Linked DNA regions of Pan troglodytes: regions 1 and 3 are each linked to region 2. A link is a contact called in public Hi-C and HiChIP or PLAC-seq data. All regions are on one chromosome and are shown on one strand. Each heading gives the region's core, a stretch centred on a gene start, on an enhancer-like site or on the middle of the called end of the contact. The rest is flanking DNA. Distances are from core to core; before and after follow the strand shown.

The links. A called contact is a pair of places that touch in the nucleus more often than the background predicts. HiChIP or PLAC-seq counts read pairs in DNA pulled down with a chosen protein or histone mark.
Region 1: a Hi-C map of stem cell-derived neural progenitor cells shows a contact between it and region 2, with 6 times the contacts expected there. The contact joins the promoter of CPEB4 here to the promoter of BOD1 in region 2. A contact is called at or near these places in 1 of 7 Hi-C or Micro-C datasets (stem cell-derived neural progenitor cells) and 1 of 1 datasets of contacts at active chromatin or transcription factors (stem cell-derived excitatory neurons).
Region 3: an H3K4me3 HiChIP or PLAC-seq map of stem cell-derived excitatory neurons shows a contact between it and region 2, with 8 times the contacts expected there. The contact joins the promoter of NSG2 here to the promoter of BOD1 in region 2. A contact is called at or near these places in 1 of 7 Hi-C or Micro-C datasets (stem cell-derived neural progenitor cells) and 1 of 1 datasets of contacts at active chromatin or transcription factors (stem cell-derived excitatory neurons).

The regions. Positions count from the first base shown.
Region 1 is chr4:171,537,145-171,540,573 of NHGRI_mPanTro3-v2.0_pri, reverse strand. It overlaps CPEB4 (cytoplasmic polyadenylation element binding protein 4), which reads right to left and starts at 1,892. Exons shown (of 10, transcript XM_001155432.7): 1 at 1-1,892. The coding sequence starts at 505.
Region 2 is chr4:171,269,403-171,272,415 of NHGRI_mPanTro3-v2.0_pri, reverse strand. It overlaps BOD1 (biorientation of chromosomes in cell division 1), which reads left to right and starts at 1,532. Exons shown (of 4, transcript XM_063811670.1): 1 at 1,532-2,050. The coding sequence starts at 1,814.
Region 3 is chr4:171,693,392-171,696,490 of NHGRI_mPanTro3-v2.0_pri, reverse strand. NSG2 (neuronal vesicle trafficking associated 2) reads right to left here and starts at 1,292. Exons shown (of 5, transcript XM_518109.8): 1 at 1,017-1,292; 2 at 1-125. The coding sequence starts at 1,258.

The sequences.
Region 1 (3,429 bases), core at 643-3,142, 270 kb before region 2:
TGAAACCAGTAAGAGACGATGCACTAGATGTCAAGGGCTGGGTTGAAGTACCTAGCCCAGTGGCTTCTTGATAATCAAACCCTGTCAACACTGGAGATTCGATTCTTATTTTCTCCTTCCCATTGCCATTTTCCGAAGAATTGTCCCCTTGATTTTCTTCTGATTTTGCCTTCTCTGTTTCAGGCAGTATTCCAGCTTCCTGACCTGGACTTGGGGAAAGCTGCTGCTTTTCTAAGGGGTCTTGCTGTTCCTGTTGCTGACTTTTTGCTTTTTCTGACCCCAAGATCTCATCCTGAATGTTATGGGTAGCTGGAGCAGGAAAAAGCCAAGCTGACCCAGCACTGCTGCCATTGGCAGCTGTGTTATTATTTATAAAAGCAGCAGGGCTGGGGGTGGCATTTTGGTGATGGTGTGGAGGCTGCAGATGTGGATGGAATCTGACTGGAAAAGCAGATTTATTCCCAGTATTGCTTTGCACTAGCACTCCAAACCCGTAATCCCCCATTTATTATTTTTAGGAGCAGAATCTCACAATAAAAAATGACAACCTGATGTCTCACGCCTTTTTTTTCCTCTTCCCCAAATTTAAGTTGTTTGCTTGCTTGCTTGAAATGTCTTATTTATAGCTAGCTCAAAGATCGCAGCTTATCACCTTAAATTGTTCTGATTTGGAATTCTGGTCTCTGAAAGAAAAAACAACTCTTAAAAAAATCTCTTAAAACATTGACTTGGATCCAATTGGGCTTATTTTTAGGAGGGAATAAAAATGAAGAGGGTAAAAATCAAGTCTTTGGTTAGTAAAATAGGCGCTTTCTTTTTCCAAAGGAAAATGTACATGAATGACAAAAACAGAGCTTCTCAAGCATCTATGGATGTAGAAGAATAAGCCTTGCGCGGAGTAAAAATATAGATATATATAATTTAACAATCACATATGGTTTTCCTCAGCAGTTTAGATTCACTCACATAAAAATTAGAATAGGACTAAGAGGGGAATACGTTCTTTTCTTGGCAGCTTGGTTAAAAAAAATCAGGAATAATTTAAGAACATTATATATTATATATTTATATATATAGATTATATTAGGTTATCTGGGGTGGGAAGTGAATTCCTGGTTTCGGGAGAGGAAATCAGCATTGACTAATGGAAAGATGATTGCAGGGAGGTTTCTGCTGTTCCTGGTCCTGTTTTCTGCTCTTTCGCAGGGTGCAGTTTTGGCCTCTGGGGCTGTTCCTGAGGCTCCGGGTGCAGATCTTGCTGCGGTCGCTGTTCCTGGGCTCCCCGCGGCTTCCTCTCCCCCATGAAAGGGGTTGGAAACACCCGTTTCTCCCTCTTGCGGGGGTCGCGATCAGGAGGGATTAGCGAGACTCGACGAGGGTGAGCGGGCGGCCTGGGGGTGCGGGGACCGAGGGGGCGACCTGGAAGGTCCTGCGGTTTCTGCCTCTTCCCCTCTCTGCGGCTCCGGGGTTTTTTTCCCTCATGGGACCCAGGGGCGGTTTGTTCAGTTCCCTCAGTTCGATTCTCCGCAGAGAGGGAAAAAAGAGGAAAAAAAGGAAAAACCCACTACCGTAGTTATTTTAAAGGAGAAGGGCCTCCCCCCTCGGCTTTCTCTCTCTTTTCCCCCAGAATTTTTTTTTAAACTATAATTTAGAAGGCTTTTGTTTCTCCTCACGGTTGCTGGGCCGTCGCCGCCGTCACCGCTTTACCCTGGTCCCGCAGTCCCCGCTGTCGTTGTTGAGGACTCCTCCTGGTTCTTCTTTTTCTTTCCTTCTTCCTCCTCTTCCTCCTCTGCTGTCGCCGCTGCTGCCGCCGCCGCCGCCGCCGCCACCGCCTCCCGGTGCCCGGGTCCCGCAGCCGCGGCTGAGTCCTTCTCCTCAGGACCGAGCCGAGTGAAATGACAACCAGCTGGAAAGACCCAGAGACACTTCCGGTTCGAAGAGGGAGGGGTGGGGGTAGCACTCATTCCCCACCTACCTGCCGGAAGACCAATCATCTGTTAGAACTCAGACGAGGCCACACCCCCTCGCTTCAGAGCTACTCCCAGGAAGGTCGAAAAGTTACCTCCAGAGACGCCTCTTCCGTCTGCGCCTCGCCTAGTGAGGCCGGGCGCCTGGAACCCGCTTCCCCCACCCAGAGTGAGCGCAGCAGGTCGCCATCTTTTGTGTGGGCAGGGGACTCCTTTGATATTTCTCTTCCCTAACTGGGCTTTGCAGGAGGAGCAATAGGGACGTGTCAAGGAGAACGGATTCCTCGCTCACGAAGACATACGGTTAAGGTGTTGGAGATCGAAGTGGCGGCCCGTGAAACCGCGGATGAATGAGAAGGGTGCCCACAGTAAAGGTGGTGCTCCAAGCATCACGTGCTCTGGGCCGAGCTCCGCCCCAGAGGGATCTGGAAGGGGAGGCGGGTCTTCCCAGCAGCTGTGCGGTGCCTAGAACTGCGTTTGCCCTTGCCCAGAATGTAGACCTCACGAGGGACTCTCCCTTAACCTTCCATTCACTCACCCGCACCTCCCACTCTCCCATTCTGCTAGGCTCGCATCTGGTGCAGTCTCCCAGGCGCAGAGATGCAGCTGAGGCGTCTGTGGCTAAGCCCCCGTATCATCCCGATCTAGTACACCTTACACGCAATACCAGAGGGAAAATTCCAAAACTAAAATTTTATCTTGACCCTCACATGCTCCGATTTCTTCTATGGTTGCCCATTATTTCGAAGATAAAGGCCAAACTTGTTAGTCTGGTATTCAAGCCTTTCTACCTAATGGGTGGTATATCTTAGTGCCTCTTCCCCCTCCAAACACACTCTCAATGCCTTTTTACATGTCCTTTCCACTCTTCTCCTTTGGTAAATTCCTATTTATTTTTAGGAATCAGTTCAAAAGCCACCGACAGCATCTTCTGAATTCTCTCTTATAAGCGTCCACGGCCCTGTGTACATCTCGTGCTTGTTTCTCACACTGTATTGTGATGGTTTATGTCTTCCAGACCTGTGCTGGACCGTGGGCTCTTTCAGGAGCAGACATTGTAGATGCGAGACATCAGTGAATGAATCCTGAAAACGTGAATGAACAAACCAGCAACAATGAAGTCTTCCCTGAGTGACAGCCCCCCAACCCACTGCCACCCCTTCCACCCATCACCCACCCCCCACCCCTCACTCCTGTTTCCAAGTCTGAATTAATTATTTCCTTCCTTTTGCCATTTGGTTTGGAGCTCACATATCAGACTTTTCATTATGTTTGGTACTCAAGGGCTTTAATGTCTTGTTTATCTTTGTACATTCCCAACGCTATGACCACCATCAGGGCTTAGGATAATGCTTTGCTCTCAGCACAGCTTTAAAGATGTTAAATAAGTGAGTATTTTCCTTTAGCAGGAAGAAAAATGAACAAAGAAATCAGGGTAGAGCCAGAAGTAACTGGCAAAACT
Region 2 (3,013 bases), core at 283-2,782:
CATTAACTGACCCATTGTGAATGATTGAGCTGGTGTTAGAGGATGAGTATAATCCCACACCTGAATGTTTCTTTTGAGGGTTAATTTAAACTCTCTTGGCCAGGTGTGGTGGCTCACACCTGTAATCCCAGCACTTTGGGAGGCTGAGGCGGGTAGATCACTTGAGGTCAGGAATTCAAGACCAGCCTGGCCAACATGGTGAAACCCCCATCTCTACTAAAAATACTAAAATTAGCCAGGTATGGTGGCATGCGCCTGTAATCCCAGCTACTCGGGAGGCTGAGGCAGGAGAATTGCTTGAACCCAGGAGGCGGAGGCTGCAGTGAGCCAAGATTGCACCACTGCACTCCAGCCTGGGTGATAGAGTGAGACTCTGTCTCAAAAAAAAAAAAGAAAAAAAAATTAAACTGTCTTGAGTACTAAATATTGGTGTGGAGAACATCCTGGATCTTTGCCAATTCTGCATCTTCGCAGGAGCCAAGGATATTGGAGAATTTGCTATTTACATCCCCTCTACTGCTTGTGTAAGAAGAGGAAATAACAATAGCAGACATAATTGCTGAGGTTGGGAGGGGGAGCTGAGCTAACAATAGGCAAAAGATGAAGGGAAGAGAGGATAATGGTGGCAGCTATAGGATTCCAATGGTGAATTGTGGCTACTTAAAAAAAACAGGATATAAAGCCTTACCTATTGTGGGATACCAACTAGCTCTCAGGATACCTCAGGCTAAAATGCAAGATTTAGATCCTCAAAACCTGGGTTCAAATCCTACTTTTCTACCTCTAGGTATGTGATTAGGTTAACAAACTTTCTTCTGCCTCCATTTCTACGTCTGTAAATAGCAATAATAGTAGTATGTATCTGCTTTTTAAAATTATTGTGAAGAAGTGCGTGGAAAGTGCATAGCATCACGCCTGACACTTTTCAATTATTCAATATTGGCTTATGATTGACAATATTTAATATTTGGGAGGAAATCCACACACATATAAGACAGACTTAAGGAAAACTTTTATTTTCTTCTTCACACTTTTCCGTTATTTTCCAATTTTCTAAAATGAGTATGCATTGCTATTAAAACCAAAAGGAGGGAAACTCACAAATTTCTGAACAATAGAATTTTGACTGTTCCACTGTTTCCGGAATTTCCCGGAACATGTTGTTCAAGAAGGACGTGGGAGTGCATGCTAAAGCGCAGATTGCTAGGTGTCGACCCGTAAATACTGGATAAAAATCTTTAAGAAATAATTCTGGTAATCTATACTTTTAATCAGCTCCACAGATGACTGTTATAATCAGGCCCTGCTGGGACGTGTTGATTGAATGGGAAGTCAGCAGAGAGTGGGCGGGGAAGGCCTGGCGGGTTGCAGCGATCACGAGGCCTGCGCCTACAGTTCCCATATTGCCCCGCGAAATCGCGACGAGCAAGCACGAACCCTGCCGGGAGTTGTAGTTTCTCTCGGCTAGGCCGCTGCCTATAAAGAACGCCGGAGATGGCCACAGAAAACTTCCCGCCCCACAATGCAAAGGTCAACGTTGACGCCATCTGGGGTGCGCCTGGAATCGAGCAGGCCGTTTCTGCCGCGTCCACCACAACCTCTGCTGTATCAGAGGGGGCCTTCGCCGCCGCCGCCCCCACCACCGCCCCCGCCGCCATCGCCACCGCCGCCGCCACCACCACCGTCACCTCCGCCGCTGCCGCCTTGGGGCCCTCCTCCTTCACCGCCCCCTTCACCACCTCTACACGTTCTAGGCCTTCTGTCCTGGAGAAGAAGCTATAGTCGTTCTCCCTTGTGGGCCCGGGGCGCAGCCATGGCGGACGGCGGCGGCGGCGGGGGAACTGGCGCGGTGGGCGGCGGCGGAACTAGCCAGGCCTCTGCCGGGGCAGCGACTGGCGCTACTGGGGCCAGCGGGGGCGGTGGCCCCATCAACCCGGCCTCGCTGCCTCCCGGCGACCCGCAGCTCATCGCTCTCATCGTGGAGCAGCTCAAGAGCCGGGGCCTTTTTGACAGCTTCCGCCGGGACTGCCTGGCCGACGTGGACACCAAGGTAGCTGCGGCCGCCTGGGCGTTGGGGAGCGGGGCTGCACGTGAGGCCGCCGGGTGGCAGCTTTGATTTTCGAAAGCCGAGAGCGAAACAAAAGATAGCTTAGAAATCTCAGCAGTGAGGTCTTACACCGCTTGGGGCAGTACGGAGAGCTTTCTGAGCGATGCACACGTGGGTTCCTGTCTGATACATTTACTACTAGTTGTGGTTTTACCCAGTCCCTTCTCCGAACTTGGGGTTTCAATGTGGGTTTTAGAGCCTAGACCGTATCATTCCCAAGATGGAACTCCTCTGAGGCCCTTAATAACAAACTTCGAAACCAAGTAGATAAGCAAGCGTGCTTTAGAATTTCCACCTGTTCCGTACTCACCACTGAGAAGCTGGCATTAAACACAATGATTTGAACACACAGTCATCACCATTTTATAGCTGTTTATTCCTTTTCTCTAGCTCATTGTTTTGCAGACTAGTAGGGCGTTGAATTAAGATAAATTGTAGAAACAGCACCCTTATTTTGCACTTTATCATTGATTAAAGGAGATTTGGTGCCTAGTTTAGATCCTAATGCCATTGGTCAGTCCCACCAGTAAAACGCTATTTCACTTTACCTACTCGTCAGGGTGGTTTGGATTCAATGAAATAATGGGTGTTAAGTATCAGACATACAGTAGTTGCTGGAATGTTCATTTTCTTCCTTTTCAAAACTTGTCTAACCACGACTGTGGTTGTAGGTTAGGAGACCCTGTCACTGGACTCCTGCAGGGTAGTGATTTCTCCTACCACAGCCTGTCATGGAAACGTTTTGCTTACCTCACAGCAAGATTGTGAGCTTAGAATTAGACCTTAAGATAGGGAAAAACGTAGTCTGTTTATTCGTTGAACGTTTATTGGCCTCTAGTTGCCAAGCTGTGTGATTACAGGAATAAGTCACTACCCCATCCTCAAAACTTATAGTCTAGGTTAGAA
Region 3 (3,099 bases), core at 43-2,542, 420 kb before region 2:
GATTAACCTCCAAGGGAGTGATGAGAGGGACGGTCTGGAAGCCATCCTCAACTGAAGGCGGCTTGGTTCCCTTCTCGCTGGGGTTACTGTTCAGCTTCACCATCCTTACGCCTTTCTTCCCAGACCTAAGGCAAGCAGTGGGATTCTGGTTACAGCAGGAGGTGAGGCAGAAAGAGAGGGCTGACGACAGAGAAAATAGCACTGTCCTCAACAGCTCCACTCAAGTGGCTTTCAATCTAGTGATCAGTCATTGATCTTCCACTAGATTTCCAGACATGATTCCCATTGTCCAACAAAACTTCTTTAATCATCAAAATATGCCACCTTCCCATGGGGTTCAACAGCACTCAAATTTAAGGAATTCAAGGAAAATCCTAAACCTATACACACAAAAAATATAAGTGTAAAACAAATACCCAAGACACTAGAGCTAAAGTGCTCACACAATGCCAGTAAAAAGATTATACTTAGTGCAAAATGAAGTCCTATTATACCACCCCCCGCCGCCCGCAGTATGATAAATTTCACCTCACCACTCTGGTTGCTATTCTATTATGTTGGTTTTCCATCAGCAATACCCTAAAACACAATAAATACATTCAACGTCTCAATGTGTACCCTGTTACATCATATGTGGATTGTACATGAGGTGCAATTTCCTAAAATAAAAACCAACAAAAAAAAAGGCTAGCCTGAACCTGATCCTGTTATTCAGCCATGGAATGCCTCCATTTCCTCAATAGAGAAGGGCCATTTTTTTTTTTTTTGGTTCCATGGAAAGTTAGCAGCCCCCATATTGCAGGATTGCCAACTAAATAAACAAATCACATTTATTCATCTCCAGATCCCTTAGAAGTCAAATGGTGCTCCCCTCCCACCCCCAGAAGCTCAACACAACTGAATTTCTTCTCTCAATCCTGCTGATGGAACGTTTAGACAAAACAGGGTTGTTGTGGGGGTGAAAGGGGTTGGAAGATATTGGGGAGTGGTTATAGCAAAAACAAATGCCTACTTACTGTGCTGCACTCCTGGGGGTCAGAGCAGATTCAAGCCAATTTGAAGAGGAGGAGGACGGCCAGGAGTCCTCCCTCCTCAGCCCGAGCTTGTGGTGCTGAAAGGACAGCGCCTCGCGTGTGTCTGGATCGGAGCTTCTGAGAGCAGGCGTGAGCGAGCAGGGAAGAGCTCCTGGCAGCTGCCTGCCTGCTCGCTCGCTCACGCCCCCTCCTACCGGGGAACGCGCTCCCACACCATCTGTCATCTGGCACCACCTGCTGTTTCTTATGCATGGCCACAACCACTGCACGGGACAAAATGGTTTCAAGAAAGTGGGAGGGATTTTGGCCACATCAAAAAAAAAAATTAATATGCACCATATAACAAGTAATCCTTGAGCCTTTGGAAAAACTGAAAAAGCAGGCACATTCATTAGGAGAAGGCATCGCCTCCTAAGACCTTCCAGAACAATATCATAAAACACAGAATGGTTCAAGACCTCTACTGTGCTCTGACCCTGTGGTCAGGACAGAAGGGAAATATATTTATTGTGTATCTTTCATGCAGTGGGCACTTTTCCAGCCTCTTTCAGACTATCTCCCTCATTTGCAAAATGGTGTTTCTAATAGTACACACATGATGGGGTTAGTACAAAGCATGAAATGGGATAGCATAGGGAATGCATGTAGTACAGAGCAGGGACTATGGCAAGCACTGTATTCACATTAGCTACTACACTCAGCATTGCACTGTGATCATACAGGGCAGCCACGGTAACCAGAGCTGGAATTTGAACCCTGATCGGTGGCCACCAAAATTTGTATCCAGCCCAGGACATTGCATGGCTTCCAAGTTGGTGCCTGGAATCAGACAGGGCAAAGTCCTAGTGTCTGCTCTACCAAATTCTGGCTGTATGGATTTTGGACATTTTGCATTCATTCTTTAAACCTCCATTTCCTTATCTCTGGTGTAAGAATAACAATATCTCTCTTGCAGAGTGATTGTAAATATGAGAAGAGATTGTGCTCAAGGAAACCCCTTATTACTTAGGGACAAGGTTCTGAATGGCTGAATTATTTCATCCCTGGGGATTGCTCATAGATTCTCTTCAAATCCTCTGAGGTCAAGGCTGTTGCCACTGTTTTCACTAAGCTGTGGTTCAAGTCACCGATGGTTGTTCATTCCCAGCTGCAGTGCTGCTTATGATGCACTTCATGAGGCCCAGCTGTCTTGGCATTTGTCATAGGGCCCCCTTTTGCCTTCAAAAGTATTCTAGTTTATGTGATAAATTGTTAGGTCACCCTAGTTAGTGCTCATGTGCTGAGCATACACTCTGCTAGCTAAAAGGTCAAGAGAAAACGTAAGTATTATATATATTGTTCAGTAATGAAACATGTGGCGGGGGGGACACGTGTGTGGAGAGACAGAGACATTTTCTGAGGCAACAAAGGCTAGCACATCTGAGCTGCACAGGGCTATATTAATAGAAGTAGGCAGATACATGATATGGGAGTGTCCCAATAAATGTTAGTCCTCCATTCTCTTCTTTCCAAAGACCTAGATGAGTTTTCAGGTACAATCATTGTGACAACACAATGATAACCACGTGGAGTCAATTGTGAACCCTTGTGTTTAATCTTTTTCCTCCAGAGGAAAAAGAAATTCCCTTTGACATGTCTTGTGATTGATTCACACATAGAAATCACACTTTTAATAATTTCAAGCCAAGCTTCTGCACAGCAAAGGAAATAATTAACAGACTAAAGAGACAACCTACAAAATGGAAGAAAATATCTGCAAACTATGCATCTGACCAGGGGTTAATACCCAGAATATATAAGAAACTCAAACAACAGCTAAAAAACAAAAATCTGATTTAAAAATTGGCGGCCGGGAGCAGTGGCTCATGCCTGTAATCCCAGCACTTTGGGAGGCCAAGGCAGGTGGATCGCAAGGTCAGGAGTTCGAGACCAGCCTGACCAACATGGTGAAACCCCATCTCTACTAAAAATACAAAAATTAGCCAGGCATGGTGGCGCATGCCTGTAATCCTAACTACTCGGGAGGCTGAGGCAGGAGAATCACTTGAACCTGTGAGGCACAGGT